Linked DNA regions of Mus musculus: all the other regions are linked to region 1. Evidence: chromatin contacts called from public Hi-C and HiChIP or PLAC-seq data. All regions are on one chromosome and are shown on one strand. The core of a region is the stretch at or near the end of the contact, and the rest is flanking DNA. Distances in the headings are between cores, read along the strand shown. Region 1 overlaps Npas3 (neuronal PAS domain protein 3). Region 2 overlaps Npas3 (neuronal PAS domain protein 3). Region 3 overlaps Npas3 (neuronal PAS domain protein 3). Region 4 overlaps Npas3 (neuronal PAS domain protein 3).

Region 1 (4,975 bases), core at 639-3,138:
GGCTGGGTGCTAAGTCATGGTTAGTGTCTCCATGAGCAAAGCACTCAACAGAACTCCTCTCGTTTAGACTGCCACGCTCTGAAGCCTCTCTATGAACGCCATGTTTACAAGTATCATCAGCTTTTCCCTAGGGGAGTTGTGCACGGCATTATTTCTCATTTCTGGTTATATTGTGAGACTTAGGCAAGTCAACTTGCTGAACGCTCCGTGCTTGTGCTGGCAGTGAGGCTCGGGGCTGCTCCTCTGCTGTCCCAGCCAGGCTTCCTTCTGAAACTGCCTTCCTTGCTTCCGTCTTCTGTAAGGCATTTCCTGGGGGCTGCTTCTGGTAAAGACAGGATCCCAATTCAAGGAATCCAATGTACTTAGATATTTAAAGTATAACTATGAGCAGGACTATTCCATTCTTTTTATACTCAAGGTTCCAATACTACGTTGTCTTGTGGATTTCACTTACGGTTTTATAAAAACAGTTTATCCATTTACAATAACATCTTAACGAAGAAAAATATTTTGTTCTCTAATCGTTAGTTTACAAGGGTTTAGTATATTTAATTACTTTGGTTATGGGTCTGTTTGGTTTTTTTGTCTTTTGCTGAAGGATACGTGTGAGCAGTATTAGCCTCTCTTAATTTTCGTTAACACGGTATTAATTTAATAGGCGGGAAGTCAGTTGGCAAGTGTCTGTTCCGTTAGATGGAATAACAAGGTACCATGGAACGCCACGAGCATTTGCTTTCTTTTCTCAGCAGTGTACATTAAAATCCAACATAAGCATGTGTGTGAACAGTATTCACAGGGCTTGTGACACATTGTTTCACACAGATTGACACATCACTTCCTCTCCCGGCCCCCCCATCCACACCTGCCTCCCCTTCCTCCAGTGATCGCCAGACTGACTCCCATCACCTTTGAACTCGAAAAATCCCGAGGAGGGTTTCTCTGCAAATTTGCTGCTGCTTTTTCCCCGGGGCAGAAGGCAATTAATTCAACTTAAAAAATCCTCCTCTTCAAATTCCTTCTGGACTCCGATAAGCTAAAATCCTGTTTATGTAAACAAAAGTGCTTAATTAATCAGAGCATGTGATAATGCCAAAAGGAACTGGGAAGATTTCCTGCTACCATTTCAGACGTCACAATCGGACGGTGTGTGATGGGGCGTCCCTGAAGATGCCAGGTTCCTCCAAAAGGCAGCGGCATTAACTCTTCTAAGGCTTTTATTTCGCTTCAAACTATCTCACTGTAAATTACAAATGAAGCGCTGTACAAATTCATTAGAGAATGGCTCGTTTACGGTGGGAAATGAAAGCACAACCAGCAGAGGCCAGACCTTCTACCCTTTACACTGGAAAAGAAGCTTAACTTAGGCAGACACAAAATACAAAGTGGTGGCAAAAAGGCTCTTCCATCATATTTGACACTGGTGTGGAATGGAGTGGTTGTCTCTGGTACAAAAGTTTCTCGCTGTATGCAGTTGGCTATAATTCCTCTAGAGTTCTCGCCAGCTGAGGTCTTCCCACCCACAGAGCCGTGATTTTACAGTATTTGGCTACAATCCCTCATAGAACGACTCACTTCCTCAGATCTCCTGCCGCTGCTCTTCAGCAGTCTCCTTGAAAGTGTTCCTTTCATTTCCTTCTTAGAATCTGTTCTTGCTACTCTCAAACCTCTAGGACTTCTCAGTCACGACTAACCTACGTTCACTTTTCTTGCCTTTCACGTGAGCTCCAGTGCTGTTAGGGCCTGTGGGGTATTTCTACCTTATTAGGGAGACCCCAGTATAAATGCAATATGTCTCAGAGAATTGTAATTTACCTTTACAAACACACAGCCTGACCTCTGTATTTGATCAGCATCATCATCCCTCCGGTTACATAAAGCTTTGGACTCTTGCATCATCCTGAACGTAACCATAGTTTCATGTGTTGTTTTCTAAGTTGTCAGTATATATACCATTTATTTATCTGCGTCTGAAGTTTTAGGTCTTTAGTTTATGCCTTAATGTGGCTCAGCAAACATGGATGCCCTACCTCCTAGGCTCCCTACCTTCTCCCATACAGTACTGATAAAGCAAGTGTTACTATAACAATATCTCCACCACAAGCTTTGTATCAGGCAGAGAGCCAGCCATTGCCAATTATCTCCATGACTTCAGCTCTAGACACTGGCAGTACCTGGGAGCTAAACAGTGCCATCATCGGGAGATTAAATTTGCTTTGATGTTTCTACCATGACAATAGCATATCAGAGGTGAAATGGGTATCTGATAGGAACAGAATGGTCTCTAAGCCATCAAGATTTAAGAATTACTTGGTAACACACACACAAAAACCTATATGGTACAGAGATCCCTTAACTATAAGAATGATTCAGAACATGAAAACAACAAAGATAAAGACGGCACTGCCCCTCTATGCATGACTTGGGTAGGATCAGCCATAAGTTGCAACCTCTGAGGTCCCCGCTCCTAGTGTAGAGTCCACCTGAAGCTGGGAAGACCAGGCTACCGACAGTTATGCAGCTACCCTATTCTGACTTCACATTCGCTAGGCACCTTCAGAGTGCAATCCCAAATCTCCATGTTGGAAGAGAATGCCTGGGAATGGCTAAGACAAGGTCTACTGGCTGATTTTGTGTGTCTACTTGATACAAGCTGGAGTTATCACAGAGAAAGGAGCTTCAGTTAGGGAAATGCCTCCATGAGATCCAGCTGTAAGGCATTTTCTCAATTAGTGATCAAGGGGGAAAGGCCCCTTGTGGGTGGGACCATCCCTGGGCTGGAAGTCTTGGTTCTATAAGAGAGCAGGCTGAGCAAGCCAGGGGAGGCAAGGCAGTAAAGAACATCCCTCCATGGCCTCTGCATCAGCTCCTGCTTCCTGACCTGCTTGAGTTCCAGTCCTGACTTCCTTGGTGAGGAACAGCAGTATGGAAGAAAAGCTGAGTAAACCCTTTCCTCGCCAAGTGCTTCTTGGTCGTGATGTCTGTGCAGGAACAGAGACCCTGACTGAGACACAAGGGTTCTGTCTGTATGTCTGCACTTCTCACTGTAAACAAACAATGTGGCATTCTGATCTTCCCAGCCTCAGGAAAGTGGCTCAGGCAAGTCTATCCAAGAGAGACAGATCTGCGCTGTGAGTTCTGACATCTCACTTCCGAGTTGGCTAAGCTAACTAGCCGACTTAGATAGACTCCTATTACTAAGGCAAGGAGCACCAAATCCCTGTGAACCCCCCAAAGAGTGTTTATAACAAACCCCGAAGAGTATTTTATAATGCTAAATGTACGGAACAGCATTTACAGCCCAGATTGTTTTGAGTGAGCTGAGTGCCATAAATGAAGAAGTGATAAGTAACTATCCACCGATCAAAGGAATCCTTATTATTTGAGGAGCTGGAGGGGAGAATTCTACCTCCATTGGCTCCCCACCACCATCACAGGGATATAAACAAGGGTTTAAGGGCCAGTACCTCATCTAAATGCTTTGTATTTTAATCCCAGGGATTAATCCTCCAGTGAGTGTTGAGAAATTATCTCCCTAGTTTTAACTCTTTCCCTCCTCGAACTGGTAGCCTTGTACTGTTACAAAGACCTTCCAGCAGCAAGCAGCAAGGGTAGTGAGGAGAGAAGGCACTCTCGCTAATCAATTCTAAGAGTCCAGCGGAGCCACATTAACTTATTTGGAAATTTTTAAGCAACAAAATGAATTACTTCTGCTACTTCTAAATAATTAGAATGCTTCCTATTGTGCCTTATGGTTTTTAAAATAATTACAGCAAGTCAATAATAGTCATTTAAAATGTAATGAATTGATGGCTAATCTACGCATCCATTCAATCATTCAGCAAGCATTTGCTTATCGCATACATTCAATTATTTTCATACTCTGGATTAGTCTGCAAATATTTGGGTTTCTGCCATTTTGGGTTTCTAATGGGAGGCTTCAGTCTCTAAATATCCAAAGCGAGACTCATCACATCTTCTGGCATAAATCTGTCCATTTCCTTGCACTCCCCATGCCAGGGAACAGAAGCACAGTACAGAGTCAGACTCCCGTCTCACGGCCCCTGCCTGTCCTCCGCCCTTCACGTCCGGTGATTAATTGCTGTAGCTTTGCTTCCTGTTATCTGCCAAGCCTGTCTCCTTGCTCACTGTTCTGGACAGGGCACACTTCCTTCCCAGAGAGCTGCAGTGGCCCCGCACTGATGTCTCCTGTCTCTGACCACCCCTCCTTCCTGTCTCTTCTGTATTAGGAATGGAGTTATCTTGTTAAAGTCTATCCAGCTCTCTCACCACACACACACTGATCCTTCTAGTTCTTTTAGTTCAATTCAATTCATGAGCACAGTGATAAAAAAGTATAAAAGACCCAAATCCACTATGTGAAATGCAAGATTTAAAGACCGCTTTCCAGCCTCCCCTCCTGGGATTTGACCACGTGTATCCAGTCACAACAGCCTCTGTAGATTTCTCTATAACTTCCCCACCCCACCCCCGACCCCCCAGCTTCACTTTACAGATCCAGAGACTTCCCCAACTTCAATAGTCAAAGGGTGCCCTCACCCCTGACATCTGCTCCTGACTCCTAGGCTCACACAGTACCTCTAGCTACACATGACCAGGCCAGTGTATCACATTAGCAGCCAATGTTACTCTACACATTTGTCCGTCTTCACTTGGCCCTCCCACATTTAGGCAAGGAGATCCCAGATGTGCAGTGTCTCATCTGGTTACCTGCAATCTCTAGCCACCAGCTCAGTGTGTATTATACAGCAGGTGCTCAATCAATGCATGCAAATGACTACATGATAGGGAACCAGGGAATCACTACCTACAGGAAAATATAAATTGAAAGGCCTTGGGGAGCACAAATGTGGATTGTGGTAGATTAGAACGCAGAGAACTTTTATGTAACAGGAGTTCAGTAACGGCACGGTCAACAGAAGGGTGCGTATCGGCTCCATGTTGTTGCCACCATGCT
Region 2 (5,261 bases), core at 1,863-4,362, 710 kb before region 1:
ACATAACTCGCTCTTTTAATACACGTTCTGAGATGGCTTCATATTAAATGGGATTTTGTAACAAGATGAATGGATAAACCCCAAGAACTCAAGAACCTGCCGATGCAGAGTGAATTTACCGTGGGAGGCTCCATACATATCATCAAATCTTTAAAGAGTTCTACAATGTCCAAAGGAAATAAAACCACTGTGGAAGATCATATGATCTCATTTATGTCATGGGATAGCTATTACTAGGAACTCTCAGAAACTCTTAGAACAAGAGAGATTTGTACTTTAAGAGACACTTACGTGTGTGTTTAGGGAAGGCAAGGCTTTCTTTAGCTAAATTTCACACCCCAATTTGCTGCTTTTGCTACTATACATTTTAAGACTAGAAGTTTGTAAAATGGAAGTTATCAGCAGGCGCCATAAACCAGAGAGTGGTTCTCAACCTGGGGGTCAGGACCACTTTTGGGGTTGACCCACTCTTTCACAGTTGCATATCAGTAATCCTGCATGTCAGATGTTTACATTATGGTTCATAACAGTAGCAAAATTATAGTTACGAAGTAACAATGAGATAATTCTATAATTTTCTAGAAAAGTCTCTGTGCTAAAGGGTCCCAGCATCAGGAAGGTTGAGAGCCACTGCAGTAAGCCAGTGAATTACTCTCGTTCGGAGTCTTTATACCTTAAGGAGCCCATATGGTCTTTCAAGCATTTAGTCCAACACCTTGGTACTGAATCATCCCAGATGAGGGTTGTTGGAGTTTACAATTTTCCCTGAATTGCCCCCAAGGTCTCTTCGTGGTCCCTGAGTACATGCCATACAGGGTCAGCAGTCACTGCAGATTTCACTCTTGAGAAGAAGTGAAGGACACTCTTAGTACTGCATGCAATGGGGTAGGGACTCTCTGTGTCTGTTTCTATTTAATGCCCTGACTCTGCTCTGCTATTAGAGTCAGGACATTAAAATGTGTTGGGATAAATATTCCGGAGATGACCGAGGTGCTGGTGGGCATGCGGGAGTAGGTTAGAAAGCTGGAAATTCCACACCGACGACCACGGAAGCTATCCTCCAAAGACTGGAGCTAAGCTAAGGAGGCGACCCAATTAGCGTTCCTTTCCATAATTTCCCTGATTACATATCTCCTTTGCCCCATGTGCTCTACCTAGTAAGTTCCCCCAGACATAGACCTAATCAAGAAGGCAGAATATTGATGCAAGGCAATTTAAATGAGAGCTGTGTTATGCTAAGATATGTGGCCAACAATGGGACCTAAACAACAGGGAGGCCCCTAAGGCATAAAAAGTGCCTTGACCAGATAACACGCTACTGTGGATTTCAAGGCGGACGATGACTGAAAGAACAAAACTTCATTAGAGCGATTCTCTGAGGTCTAGGGTGTGGCAAGTGAAGCCTCCATACTCCATTCCTGAGTCAGGAGACTCAAGGGGCCCTTCTTGGTTAGAATTCTTGGTTATGAGGTCCAGGTTGAGTAGCTCTTATCTGAAAGGCTTGGGGCCAAAGGCATTTGAGATTTTAAAATGTTTGCATACATGACAAGAATTTTGGGGATGGAACCAAAGTTTAAACCTGAAAACTCATGTATGTTTCATATGTACCTTGTGCACAAAGCCTGGAGGTAGTTTTATGAGTTATTTTTAGTACGATCTGTGCTTTGACTATGACCTGGCAGATGGAGTCAGGGGTGGAATTTTTCACTGTGGCATTGTGCTGCTGGTCAGATGCTTCAAACTTTGGAGTTCCAGGTTAGGGGCGCATGCCCTGTCTGTGATCAGGATGTGGGCCCTGAGAAGGAGGATGGGTCTGTTAGGCTCTCTGTACCCTGGTGCCTCAGAGCAGTGGGACATTGTAAGTCACACCAGCAAGGTCTCAGGCAAGGTGCTCTCCTTTTAAAAATGTAAAGGACCATGTATGGAGTCCCACCATCTCAGTGATGCCAGGTCGTCTGCATTCTTTATGAGTGAAGCAGAGGGCCAGTTCTGGAACTTAATTGCCTGGCTTTCATTCCGATTCCCCAGCAGCTGATTAAGAGCTGCCCAAAGCATAGGGCGGAAGCCTACCTGTGAAAGCCTCAGTGTTATGGTCTTCAAACTGGGCATACAGTATGCAGACTGCACGGAGGAGATTGTAAAATAGTGCTCCTTTGTGGACTAGTGTGTATTGTTACTGATAAGTACACAGTTCCTTGTACTCAGATGGCATTTGGTATCTTCTTTTGTTACTGTAAGTGCTACGCTGACAACTGCAAGTGATGGAGTCTTGGAGAACGTTAGAAGGGTCCATAGTCCAAGGTCATAGAAAAAAAATGAAGAAATACACTGACCTAGACAGTCTTTTGTGGACCTTTATGGGAAAACCAACACGTACATGATGATAATAAATTAGAAGGGATATCGGAAGTACAGAGAAATTATCATTGCAGTTCCTTTTTATTGCGTTTATTGTGTGGTGGTGGGTGATTACCAGTTTTATTGGAATGTTTTATAAGCTGCTAGATTTACTTACTGAGAATGAACAGATAAACAGGGATGTTGTTCAGCTGTGTTGTGTCACAGGCTCTTGCTGGGCCTTCCCCTAACTTTCAGACAAGGTGAATTAATCAGGAATATTTGTTACAAAGAAGGGGCAAGGCTGAGCCTGATGGGTTATCCATCTTTGAGGGGGTGGATAAAATGGTTGTGGATAGCAGATCTGAGGAGGGGCACATGACACTTGCTAGAGATATCCATGGTTTCTTGAGACAGACTTCCTCACAGGTATGTCGCAGTGAGATAGGCACTCTGATATTTCATGAGGTGACAGGTTCTAGAACTGTTCCTAATTGCTTGCCAACTCTCTCTCTCTCTCTCTCTCTTCTCATAGTAAGGAGCCTTTAATCCCAGGTTCATGTTTTTTTGGACATCTCCCCCTTCCCAGTTGTACATGTGAGGTCCCTTTTCATTCATGACGTATAGGCAACAGTGCCACCAATTTCGAGGAGCCTCCTGTGACCTCTCCTATCTAAAGTGGTGTCTGGTGCTCACATTTCCTCCCATCACTGTGTAGTGTAGCCTGGTCAGAGGAAAGGCATGGGTTATGAGTCAGCACGTGACCTTGGGCAGCTAATTCATTTTTGCACCCTTAGTTTCTTCCAGTCCAAACACTCTCTTCTAGGACAGTTGTGAGAGCTAAGCTTACCCAGCCTTTCACAGGGCTCCAAGATGCTGGCTGCTGTTCCTTTTGCTTTCATTACCCTCTAAATCATTGCTTTATTACTCGATACAGTCCTCTCCCCACTCCCATGTTGTGAAAGTAAAGACTATGTACTATTTGATGCTGGGATTGTAGACTCTAAAACAAGTCCCACACTGGGAGCTCAAAAGTCTCTGCTGAACGGATGGTGTTCACAAGTCTAACTTCAGCTCAGTCAACAAATGTAGCCGTACTGAGGCACCCAGATGGCCAATCACAACCTAAGGAGATGCTTGGTCTGTTGCCTAGACAAACTCTTTGTCCTTATTATTGTTATAGCCATACTTATTATTGTTATAGCCATTCTTTTTGCAGATCAAATATCCAAAGAGCTTCGTAAACTATAGTCTGTAGTATGAAATCATTTTGTTTTTCAAAACCTTAAATTACTCAATGATATTGAATTATACTAACCATTGCTTTCTGCCTGTGATACGCCCACTACCAACCAGCAAGAATGAGAAAGGATGCTGGCAGGCAGGAAAGAAAGAGTTAAAAAAGGAAACCCCTGGACTCCCAAGTCTGGAATGCAAAGAATGACCCTTTCTAGCACTTAAAGAATATCTCACATCTGTAGTCTACTTAGAGAGTCCAAATGTGCTAATGCCCACGGTTAATAAGGAGTAAATGCACACCGTTCGCCAAGACAGGGAAGCATCAACTACCCTGAAGACTAGGTCTGTCTTTCTCCTTGACAATGCACTGACGTATAATAACTGTCCATGGGGGAAGCTACTGTAGGAACTGACCGGTTGCTCTCTCTTTGCTTTGCACCCTGCTAAAGGTCAAGGTTGCCTCTCCCGTGCCTTTCAGACTGTAGGACAGCTCAGCTAAAGGTCGGCCTGGGAAGGATTTTCCACCTCCTTTCTTAAAACATTCCTCCCCCCCTTAAAGAATTAATGTCAATGAAAGTGCACGCCTCTGACTTTATACAGCTGGTAGTGTTTTGATGACTTACATAAAGGTTTTAAACCCTGTCAGTAATGGTTGTTAGCACCACCAACAATGCTGGCGTCATCCTAAAGAACACAGATAAGCTTTAACGTCTCAGCCTGGAGCAGGTCATGCGGGCACACTGATGCTAACATTCTGTTTGTGTTTGCCTTCCGATGTACAATAAATGCTGTTTAAGAGACTGGTTAGTGTTTTGTAAGTGTGTGTATGATTCAGGTTTCTAAAGGCATTTCATAAATGTTGTAGCTCTTAATTTATGTTGCTATAGTAACTAGAATGTTGGGATTTCTTGAGATATCCTCCGCCTTAAAATGATGATGTTGTGTAGATTATGACTCCAAACTTGATCTCTGCCCATGAGGAATATGTGCATAATACTGTGTAGTTTTGAGTTTTCTGTGGATGCCTAAGTATGACTAATGTCCAAGAATCATAATTTTAAAATAAAAGATTCTAAGATTCAACCTGATTTGCGTGTGTGTCTGTGTGTGGTTGGATGAGTGTATTTGGGTGTGTCGACCATAGTCTGCTGTCCAGCATCTTCCTCAATTGCTTGCCCTCTTATTTTTTGAGAGAGTCTCTCACTGAACCTGGAGCCTGATAAGCCTTCTGACTGTGCTGGTCAGGGCTGGCCGCCAGGCCCGGGTATCCTCTTGTCTTTTCCTCCTCAGTGTCAATGTTATTGGCTGGGATAGTCACTTCAGAGAAAGGGGACATTTTAAGGGGAATATGAGAAAAGGGAGATTCTCATAGCAACCATTCTAGAACAATTACCTGCAGGACCGAAAGGAATTTGACTCTCCTTCTCCACCAGTGTGAATTCCTAGCAGGTGCTGGAGTGCCTGGTATAACTAGTAGCTTGAAGAAAAGATAGGAGCTTGGACATTTGATGCACCAGCTATGTCTGAAGGGATAAGGAGGGGGTCTAAAGATGTCTCTGTTGAGGCTGCAAACTGGCCAGGGGGCCTACGCTGTGTAGCACTCCAGGTCCCATGTGTTAACTATATGGACCCAAAGCAGTTGCGAAACTCAGTGTAAACTGCCTCAGATTGGCTGTGTTCCCTTC
Region 3 (4,889 bases), core at 966-3,465, 760 kb before region 1:
TGATTGATATGGTGTAGAAAGCAAGCACATTCATGCCTCCAAGCCATCACCAAAGTGTGCAGAGCACTGAAGGGCCGGTGTGCTGATGAGTTCTGCTTGTTAACACTGCGGCCAGCCCCATTCGGCTGTCTCTAAGAGAAATGGGACTCAGGTAGCCTTTGTCGAAATTATCAGCCAAAGGGCACCAACTTCCATTCATTAGCTCTACTGGAAGGTTTTCTAGTCAGTGCACATGTGGATCCTGCTTGGTGCCTTTAGGACAACAGAGGCCTAAGAGTGGAATTACGGTGGTGGGCGGGAGCCAAGTGCCGTGATAGCTCTGTGACAAGACCAGTAGAGAACGTTCCTGAAGGCTTGCCCTCAAACCCAAGCCATCCAGTCACTTTACGGCTTGTTGGAATCTCAGTTGAAGAACAGACTTAAGGAAAGGGAAGGAAAAGGTACCTTGTACCAGCATTTAGGAAGCAGTTGAATTTGGACTGCTATGATACAAAGTTTAAAAACATAAAACTTGACTAAAAGCCCAGAGTGGCAGGCAAAGGAGTTACTATCATCGTCGTCGTTGTCGTCATTATTATTATTTTAATTACACTGAGATTACCAGTGCTCTGGCAAAGTGGCTCATCTTGCTTACCAAAATTTGAGTATCCAGAGAACAAATACCTGTGCAGAAGGTTGAGGAGATCAAAACGATGGAATGCGTAGGAAGCAAAGGGTCCGTGCTATTCCCCTCTGGCTCTGTTTGCTTCCCCAGGGACTAGAGTGCAAGGGCAAAGGTGGGGGCATAAGGAGATGATTTCTAGGATGCAGCAGCTTTAGGCAAATGTCTCTGGGTGGAACTTGTCCCAGGAAGGAGAGCAGCTCTGGGGACAGGGCTGCCCAAAGACTGACAATCTGAGATTTAGTGGGCTTTGATCATCTCCCATTTCTTTGAATCTTGCAGGAAGCAGAGCACCCTGCCTGTCCTTGTCCCTGTCCGAAGACAGTGCTCATGACCTGCCGGCTATTAGCCTCAGTGCATGCAGTTTATAACGAGAGAGAAATGTAATGGAAAAGGTACCTAAGAAGATAATTCACCCAGATGATGTTCTTCTCATTTGCATTCTTCGCATTAATAGCTATGGTGGCACTAGACTGTATCCAGATGTAGCCTCCATTCTTCTGCATCCAGCGGTAGTACTTGGTCACACACTGACCCTTATTCAGCACTGGGGTAGGGTAAAGAGAGATAAAACAAAACAGAAGGTGTAGTATTAAGATGGGGCATAGAACGGTTTTCATTTCTGCCCAACCTGAGACCAAAGCTTGGGGAGCCCAGCGTATGCCTGACTTAAGATGCTATTAGCACAAATGAAATCAACATCTCATTGGAGCAGCAGCTGCCTAGCTGGGGTTCCTGGCATCTGTAGTGAGGCTATATTCCCTTCTGGGCAGCCGTGGTGGAAAAGGAAGAATAAAAGGGCTACTAATCTTTTTGGCTCAGAGCACACCTAATGTGGTGTGGATATTGTCGGTGGGTTTAACATCAGATGGTAAGAAAGGCAAATCTCTGCCTGATTTATGCATAGCTCCTCCGAGTTGCCCTCCTTGAGATTCTGGTTATCTGAATGGTTCTGAAGATGCCTTCCCCCCCCCCCCCCCCGTCTTTGATCACTTCCCTTCAGCCTGAGCAATATCAAACCCGTGTCCTTAGCCATCCGTTCCTTTTGATCTTGTCCTACAGAATTTATAGTCCTTGGATGAAGTAAATTTACATTGGTCAGCCAGGGTAAATTGTGGTGAGACAGCTGAAGGTTGGAACAAAATATATCCCCGGGTTGAGTCAGAGAGAGACACTGGCCTAAGAGAGAGAGGCACAGCACTGACTTGACTTGAGCCAAACAGAGTGACAGCTCCAGCCAGACGCTGAAATATGGCACAAAATGATGGAACAAGTAAAAACAATCAGGAATGTGAACCGGTGCCTTTAAATACCCACTGTAAGAGAGCTTTAAAATGCAGATGTTTAAAAATGATAGTCTAACCAGAATCTTGCCAAGTTGAAATAGATTTGATTTGTATCTGGGTTCTCCTGAGCTAGTAAAAAGGGAAACTGTAGTAAATCACCCCCTAAATAAAGTGCTATGGAGGGGAATGGTTTGAGAGTATGCAGGGAAGGCTCTGCTTCAGGACGTGGAGACCACTGCTCACGCCCCCACAAAAGCTCACCAGCCTGCCGGCCACTAGAGGGCAGTGCGCACTCGTCTACATGCCCCACTTTTGGCATGTCCTTGTCTCCGTCTGCTAAAATGAAAAACCTCTAACTGCTGTAATAAATTTGGCTAAATTAGCTGCTAAATGGTTATCTCAAGTAATATGTATTTGCATTAATCATCTTGCTCTAAACCAGAACAAGCCAGAGTCCTAAAGACGTAGTAAATTCATATTGTCCATTTAATTACGGCTAATAAGTGCTTCATATACAATAGTTTCATGAAGTACATTTTGATTTTTTTTTGGGGGGGGGTGGATGGAAAAAGGGAGTCACTGTGGGAAAGAGTAACATTCCAGGCGGGTGAACCTCTTCCTTCATCTGAGAGTGGCCACTAATCAACCCCTACGTTCTGCATCCATAGTGGACAGACTTTCATGTTTTTCTCCCATTCTCCCCCCTTTTTTCTCACGATATGTTAAATGAATGGTTGTAAAATTTAATAATTATGTCTTCACTGTTGCTTGAAAAAGCCCTAATAAATGCTTCACACAGGGGCAAGTTTTGTTCTAAAGCTACTACCCAATGCAGGGCGTTGGAAGGCTGGGGGGCCATCACCTGCCCTTGGTGGTGGACTTCCACAGGTAGCATTGTGCCCTCCTTTTGTTGGTGACAGTAAGTTCTGCCATTCTGTATGCATGGCTTTCCAGGCTACCAAACTCCTAGTGGAGGCAGAAAGTGGTGAACTGCCAGGCGTACCACACGGCTCTCCTGTTAAACCGCCGTGGCATGCAACACAGGGTGCTCTCATTCAGAGCTGCTGGGCCTGGGTGACTTTTACCTGAGGACAGTGGCTTGCGCAAGTCTATGCAGAGGAAATCACCACACTCCAATCTGGTTGGTGACATAGTTCTTTCTATGTGCTTTCTAAGCAGAGTAAAGGATGATTCCTAATGGTTTTAGTATTTTTAACAAAGACAAAAAGACTAAAAAAAAACCTTTTTGCAGAATCATGTGAAAAAAAAAATTGAATTGGCGAGCAAGGCTGGCATTTCTTGGGTGGAGAATCTGAACCAGAGTGGAACCCAGAACAGGCAACAAACAACAGAAAACACCAACTCTAGAATATAGAGACTGAGAGGGTTAAATCGAAGAAACAAATAAGATCAAGTTAGAATGTAAAGAATCAACAGAATGACCACTCCACCCCCCATGCGGCTCCTCACTTAAAAACACCAACCTTCCTGACAGTTTTCAGATAAACACGTTTCTAATACAAAGAGCTGATGCAATGCTGTCTTTAGACAACGAGGGAGGAGGGCTTGGTCTGCTTAAAGGGCATTTGCTGAGAAGATAAATACAAATTTATTAGGGTCCATGAATACATTAATTCAGTCTTTCATTAAATCCAGGCTCAGGGATGCCTCGCCAAGAATACATTCCTGAATGACAAAGAGGCAGACAGGTGACTTCTGATGTGAAGAGGAGGCCAGGTGAAGGACTGAACACAAGGATTTCTTCCGCTCAGCACTGTGGCTGTTCTTGGGTCACTGGTGAATGGCACAGGTTTCAGAGGTCATAGTGCACAACTGAAGACAAGCAGTCTCTGGGTCATAATTGTTCCCTGGACTGGTCTTTAACAGAATTTGCCAGGGTCACCATCTTCACATGGTCTTCAGTGACAACTCAAGGGCTGGTGTTTTCTAAACGGGACCTCCATATACCGTTGGAATCCACAGAGAAGATCTGATGGTAGTTTCAGGAGGGAATGAAATGTTGACCAAAATATTACCTAAGTTTCCTTTTGTTTTTAAGTTCATATAAAAGAAGTTCCCAGAGTGCCTTCTTTCATACTGAATCAGGGATACTTTTTGCTCTAACTTCTTACAGAATATAAATTTATAACTTTGGGATGAAGCTTATTTCTTGGAAAAAAAAATCATACTGGCAAATCATTTGGATCATTCCAGCTGTGCCAGAGGCAGGATCTGACAGCTTTTCCTGAGCTCATGTGGCCCTAATCAGCTCAAGAAGAAAAGCCATGTTGGTGCCAGTTTGAAAGAGATTTTTAGTGTGTAATAAATTAGAGAACTTGAAAAATACAAAAAGGAAAAAAAAAACCCTAACCCTTTTGGATTCTCTGTTATCTAGTAGCTGCTGCTGTTGTTTTTGAGTTATGGGTTTGAACAGTAGGGAAAAATGAGGGGATATTTAAGTCAGCCTTCTTCACAAAGCTCCTTTTGTGGAGGAAGCCAGAAATAAGTACAACATAAGTTAGTTGATATGGCAGTTCTAAAAAAATAGAGTATGTACACACACGCACACACGCACAAATACACACACACACACACACACACACACACACACACACACACACTACAGCAAGAAGGAAGTACAGGGAGAGGAAATACCCAGGGCAATTGGTTTTTCCTGTGGCATCTGTGCCCTGTGGCTTGGGCACTGCTGACACACACGATCTGGCATCTTTGTGGCTTGTTTTAATGTGTACATTCTACTGTCAAGATTCCCAGGCTGGTTGCCTTGTGTACCCCTCAATGGAACTGACTGTCCACATCCAAACTTCTATATAGTTCTGTCTTTTAAGGGTATGCAGTTGAGGTATTAGTTTTTATTTAAAGATCTCAGAGTTTCCATGGCTTTTTCTTAGATTTTTTACAAGACATCCATGAAGACACGA
Region 4 (5,269 bases), core at 1,068-3,567, 690 kb before region 1:
TGATTGGCTAGAGTTTCCTCAATAGCCATTTTATTGTGGCGAATGCCAGCTTTGAGGTGCAGGGATTAGGATTAATGCCAGGTGATTTCCATACACATTTAATTGAGTTGTCACAACAGCCTTTGAGATAAGCACTTTTATTTTTCCCATTTTAAAGAGGATCCATTGTCTATGACCACGCACTCTAAAACCCCACGATTGCTGGTGTAGCACGCCTTAAACCCGAATCTAATTTATTCATTGTAATTTACTTAGAAATCTTTAACTTTCTGCATCTCTGCCATGGTGCATTTCTGAGGCCTGCTGTATGGAAATGGAAAAGAACACACCAGGGCTCTGGCAGGGAGATGGCGCAGATGTAGAGTGATTTTAGTTTATTTTCTAGAGTTAATGAAATACGTACTATTCTATGATAGTCACTCTGTCTACCCATGCTTATGCTTAAAGGGCTGACGCCCACTTTTCTAAAGCTCCCAGAAGAGCGTGGTGTCCTCTGAACAGTTCAGATTCCAGAGCAAAGTGAACACTGAGTATCAGCAATTGCGTACAGGGGTAGGTGTGGCTGGGCTCTAGGAGTCCCAGGTTTTGGTACTGAGGAAACAGCCTTTTTTATGCTTAGTGACTCTCTCTCTCTTTCTCCCTCTCTCTCTCTGTCTCTCTGTCTCTCCCTCCCCTCTTCCCTCCCTCCCTCATCTCCCCCTCACCCTCTTTCAGGAAAGGAAGGGAGTGGACAGAGACCATGCATGTTACTGGTCAGTCCCTACATCTATGTAAATCTCACCATGGTTTTCAAGCTCAGAGGTGTTCTCTGGTGCACTCGGCTCCTCTAGTGCCTTCTCTCCCTCCAGGTGCTTTGGCAAGTGCTGTCATTTGTCAGTTGATCCTCTCCAGAAACCCACTTTTAAAAATCACTGAAGGTTCATATTGCTTTCTTTACTTAGTCGGTAACACGTAAATAGAGCAGGGCTCTGGTTAAGAGAATGAATTAAAAATCTCAGAATTACAGATGGTTGTGAGAAAATATAAAGAAGGCCTACTCTGAAGTGACAGCCGAGGGTATACTGAAGGATAAAGAAGAGTGGACACTGCTGGGGGTTACAGTGTCAGGAATGGCAGTGAAGAAAAGGAGAATGAACCAGTAGGAGGAACATGACTCAGCAGAAGGAACATGACTCTGCAGAAGGAACAATGGAAAAATCTCCCAAACACAGGAGGGATCATGACCACAAGGTCATATGAGATAGTAGAGTGTACTCAATGTAGAGGAAAACAGAGTTGCTTGCTGGGTACCTGTGATTCAGTTTAAAGCAATAAAGTTCTGGGGGATGATGGCCACAGCTGTACCACATTTAGATGTATTTGATGATGTGAACCTGTAGCCTGAATGTGGCCCAAATGGCAGCTCTTAAGTCAGGTGTATTTTGCTCCAACAACAAGTGTCAGGCCCTGAACTAATGAAGTGCCATAAGATTTCAGATGGGAGTGCAAGAGATTAATACAAAAATATCAAGGATCAAAGAGAAAGACAAAGGAAAGGACAACTATGGTTCCCATCAAGGCAATGGGGAAGTAGAGGCTGGAGGGCTGGGCTTCAATTGTTTATCAATTAAACAAATAAGTTCGCTGTACACTGGGGCTCAGAAATGGATTATAGCTACTGTCTTAGGAAATATCTGAAGTGATGGAGTCCAGAGGCTAGTGAGACATTGTCTCGCATTAAAGCAGTGCATGGCCAATATTGCTGTAGTGTTGTTGTGTAGGCAGACTAATACATTTAATGTGATCCAGCCCAGCAACGTTCAGTTTTAGGATAGAGGCTAAAGTCATTGCCCAGGCCAAGTACCCATAATGACTGTCCCCATAAAGCTACCACAGCACCTACAAGGCTCAGTGATCTAAGGAGTCCCCTATGGGTAGAGCCAAAAAATAAATAAATAAATAAATAAAAAGAGTGTGGGCGCAAGGTGACTTTCTCAGAGTTACCTCATTCCCCAGGGTCAGATTAGGGGTTACTAACCCACTCTTCCCTTGCCTAATACAGAGTTGAAAGACACAAACAAGCAAGGCTTTATCATTAATCAGAACAATAGAGGTGATTCACATGTTCATCAGGCACCAAGGACTCATTGAAATAAAATCAGAGTTTACTCTCAAGGACTCAAGGGTTATTGTTTCATAGGACAGCCACAAGTCATATAATGATCATCATAAGGAAGGCACAGAGCCAGACTCCAAACGCAAGCCGGAAACCGTTCCGGAGTGACTAATGCAATAATATTGAGGAATGTCACAGGTCCCTATTATAGTCAAAGTCACTTTAACTAATTGGCTCAGACCATAAAAACACACAATCTGGGTCAGATGACACCACTGCACAAAGCTGTTCTGCACAGACATCGTCTTAAATCAAAGCGTCCCAACAGGAAGGGGAGAGAGGAAGGGTGGCTGCTGTTCCTGGGGATCCTGAGTGATTCAGAAGCGGCTTTAAGAGTGGCTAGCTCCAGTCTGTGGACAGAGGTGGCACTGGGCTTTCTAGGCATCCTTCGTCCTTCAGAAGCGTGCTGCTCCACATTTGCAGAGATTGCACATGGTTTTGCGTCAGGGCTATCTCATGGTAAGGTGCCAGGTCATCCGTTAAAGCCTAAGAAAACAAGTCCTGTCAATCGCAGGCTCTTATAAAGACCCAGACATTGGCATGGTCTCCAAAGCCAGTGATTCTAATGAGCAGGAGAAACAGAATCAATGAAATTACTAATCATGATTCAGGATACGTTTAGAACCATCTCTTTCGCACTTAAAACCAGAAATAGAAAGTCATTTATAGAAACAGAAAGGTACTGTTGATTGCTTTCCCTTTATTTCTACATTCTTTTCCCTTAACAAAACAAACAAAAACTTCTCTCCGATTTCTCCCCACTAACCAATATTTATCTCCCTACACAGCTTCCTCTTCTAGTTCTATTCTTCAGGAAAACAAGGATTGCCCCTAAAATGGTCAAAGCCATCCTAATATGTGGATGAAGCATGCTTGGCTAAAGCCATCTTGAGTCTAGACTAGGCTCACAATTCACTTCACAACAGATCCATTCGGCAAGTCCTGACGGAGTTTCTACGGGTGTAAGTCCCTGTCATAGGTTTGAGGTCACAGAAGAGAAGGGAGGAATGGGGCGGAAAGAAATTCTCCCCATAGTAGAGTCTATATTCTATTAGGAGGATAAATGGGTACATGAGCGCACACACGTGTATGCACACACCTGCACTGGGGGGGGGGTATGGAGATAAACATAACATACAGATATGTTTGAAATGTGTATGAATGCCTGAATGGCTAGAAAGGTCTGTGAAGGTTAACATCTGATTGCAGGTATGAAGTACATAAGGTCACTCTGAATATCGGGTGGAATAGTTCCACCACAGAGGATCAGGCTGTTGAGATGTCCAAAGGCAGAGGTTACATGTACTGAAGGGCTAAGCAGGCCACCACCTCCAGCTGTATCTGAATGTTGCTGTGAGGCTATGTGAGTACTGCTCAGGGCTCAAGGGGAGGACTCATGGGCACAGGAAACAGCAGCAAAATGGTCATCACCAGGCCTTCATGATTCTGTTAGGCCAGCTAGCTTTGGGGTTGCCCACTCTCTAGGAGTCAATTAAAGTTTGAGTAAACTTCCTTGAGAGACAGTTGATGAAGCCTGAGCAAGACTTGTTATGCTTGGATTCTGCTGGTTCAGTTTTCCTGAGCACAAACACCTCCAGGGAGGAAGGAGCAGGGTTGGCTCTGGGAGAGGAAAACACAGTGGTAAAAATAAGGCCAATTCGACATCTTGATGGTATGTAGGGACCCTCGTATACAGAGGAGCAGGATTCCAGTACAGCCAGAACTAATTCACTGGTTTCTCTAACCACATGCTTAGCTTTCAGAACCTCTCCTTAACAAACTCCCGAGTCATGGTGCCTTTCTTCCTTTATGCATAGTGAGCATTGCCCACTGCCTGCTGGTTTTCTTCAGGGTCTTATGTATGTAATAAATCTACCAAAGAGACAGCCTACAGCGGGCCATTATGCAGTCACCCCCCTCTCCCCGCTTTAGTAATGTTGACTCCACTTAGCACTGAGTATAGTGTGCTGTAGGATCTGAGAGCTTGCAGGTGGGAGTTTGGCATCTAGTCCCAGGCCTCGATGATGGAGAAGCAGTGGCGTGGGTAAGGCAGTATCTTTGGCCTTTGTCTAGGAGACTGGGGCAGCTGCTCAGAATGCAAAGCTAGCTTCCTAGAGACAGTTGCTTTTGTCCTTGTGAAATACTTGGCTTTTCTTTATGAGCCCTGGCTGGACTTCTTATTGCTTTGGTGGCATCAGGGATGACTCAGAGACCAGGAAGCAAGTGTTGTGACTGTCACTGTCTCAGGGCAGTTCCATTCAGGCCTGTTGTCCTTTTAGTTGTTCAGCGGAGACATGTTTAGTTTGGTTTTACCTGTGCCAGCTCAGTCTGGGATGGGGTACAGAGACAGACTCTCAAAGGAGGACACTCTGGCTATAAACCTGCCAGGTCCTTCCCAGCTCTACCCCTTCCCTGATTGGTGTTTTCACATCTCCCAAGGATGGGAATTTTCAGAACAAAGCCCAGTACTTGGAGTGGTTATTTGCATGTCAATTTCCGGAATGCTTCTCCAACTTTCCCTTGTGCCATAGTGATGCTTTTGTATCTCTTCTGCTGGGGATAAATGGAGAGGAAGGGCTCGAAGTGGGTCAGCGCAGTGTCCTGGCACTTCCTTTGGCTGAGTCTTTGCCCAATGGGGTGGAAGCCAGACTTCCTTCTCCCTGGCCCTTCAGCTCCCCTATGCAGCCTTGCAGATCTGGGAGGTCTGCGTTCTTTATTGCAGCTTTGGGGTGAGCAGGCACCTGACCATGGGAATATTCTTTCCTCCGGTCACAGGCGTCTGTGAGGGACCCTAGTGGGGTCTAATGATGGTGCTTGCTGTGTTCTCACCATCTTTCCCTTTAACCCATTTCTTGCCTGTCCATATTCCTGGCTGGAAATAGTGTATATGTGTGTGTGGGGGGGGAAGGGCAGCGGGAGAGCAAATGGCAGGAGCAAGCTAGGGTTTCTTTTCCTGTGAGACAGTATCCAGGTCCTGCCTTACGGTCAATCAACTGTAAGTATCCTGTAGCACTGTCATAAAATGTGAGAATTAAAACATCTTTTTTCTATCAAAAGAGTCTTTGAAGTTATAGTCTTGGATGAATCTCGCAGAAGGGCATACAGGAAACAGTG

The links. Hi-C and Micro-C count contacts between places; a contact is called where the count stands out from the background. HiChIP or PLAC-seq counts read pairs in DNA pulled down with a chosen protein or histone mark.
Region 2: a contact with region 1 is called in an H3K27ac HiChIP or PLAC-seq map of embryonic fibroblasts, with 15 times the contacts expected there. The contact joins two enhancer-like sites. A contact is called at or near these places in 1 of 39 promoter capture datasets (embryonic stem cells), 2 of 115 datasets of contacts at active chromatin or transcription factors (embryonic fibroblasts and forebrain) and 1 of 9 other capture datasets (embryonic tail).
Region 3: a contact with region 1 is called in a Hi-C map of the N1E-115 cell line, with 3 times the contacts expected there. The contact joins two enhancer-like sites. A contact is called at or near these places in 3 of 484 Hi-C or Micro-C datasets (the N1E-115 cell line and embryonic stem cells), 7 of 115 datasets of contacts at active chromatin or transcription factors (the NIH/3T3 cell line, astrocytes, embryonic basal ganglia and 4 more) and 1 of 9 other capture datasets (embryonic stem cells).
Region 4: a Hi-C map of the N1E-115 cell line shows a contact between it and region 1, with 2.1 times the contacts expected there. The contact joins two enhancer-like sites. A contact is called at or near these places in 1 of 484 Hi-C or Micro-C datasets (the N1E-115 cell line) and 1 of 115 datasets of contacts at active chromatin or transcription factors (astrocytes).

The regions. Positions count from the first base shown.
Region 1 is chr12:53,295,049-53,300,023 of GRCm38.p6, reverse strand. The region is part of intron 1 of Npas3 (neuronal PAS domain protein 3); the gene reads right to left. Gm51419 (a long non-coding RNA gene) reads right to left here. Exons shown (of 2, transcript XR_003950183.1): 2 at 1-4,975. 1700030L22Rik (a long non-coding RNA gene) reads left to right here. Exons shown (of 2, transcript XR_003950182.1): 2 at 1-1,300. Among named protein-coding and RNA genes, the nearest start is that of 1700030L22Rik, 20 kb to the left of the region's middle. Within about 2 kb of position 1,888, at least 32 of the 459 cell types and tissues checked have an H3K27ac peak or open chromatin away from gene starts, as enhancers often do. A contact at or near this core is called in the N1E-115 cell line and embryonic fibroblasts, where this site is marked.
Region 2 is chr12:54,003,587-54,008,847 of GRCm38.p6, reverse strand. The region is part of intron 7 of Npas3 (neuronal PAS domain protein 3); the gene reads right to left. Among named protein-coding and RNA genes, the nearest start is that of Gm35818, 140 kb to the left of the region's middle. Within about 2 kb of position 3,112, at least 15 of the 459 cell types and tissues checked have an H3K27ac peak or open chromatin away from gene starts, as enhancers often do. A contact at or near this core is called in embryonic fibroblasts, where this site is marked.
Region 3 is chr12:54,058,302-54,063,190 of GRCm38.p6, reverse strand. It overlaps Npas3 (neuronal PAS domain protein 3), which reads right to left. Exons shown (of 12, transcript NM_001370962.1): 10 at 1,061-1,208. Among named protein-coding and RNA genes, the nearest start is that of Gm35818, 81 kb to the left of the region's middle. Within about 2 kb of position 2,215, at least 8 of the 459 cell types and tissues checked have an H3K27ac peak or open chromatin away from gene starts, as enhancers often do. A contact at or near this core is called in the N1E-115 cell line, where this site is marked.
Region 4 is chr12:53,981,164-53,986,432 of GRCm38.p6, reverse strand. All of the region lies in intron 6 of Npas3 (neuronal PAS domain protein 3), which reads right to left. Among named protein-coding and RNA genes, the nearest start is that of Gm35614, 150 kb to the right of the region's middle. Within about 2 kb of position 2,317, at least 18 of the 459 cell types and tissues checked have an H3K27ac peak or open chromatin away from gene starts, as enhancers often do. A contact at or near this core is called in the N1E-115 cell line, where this site is marked.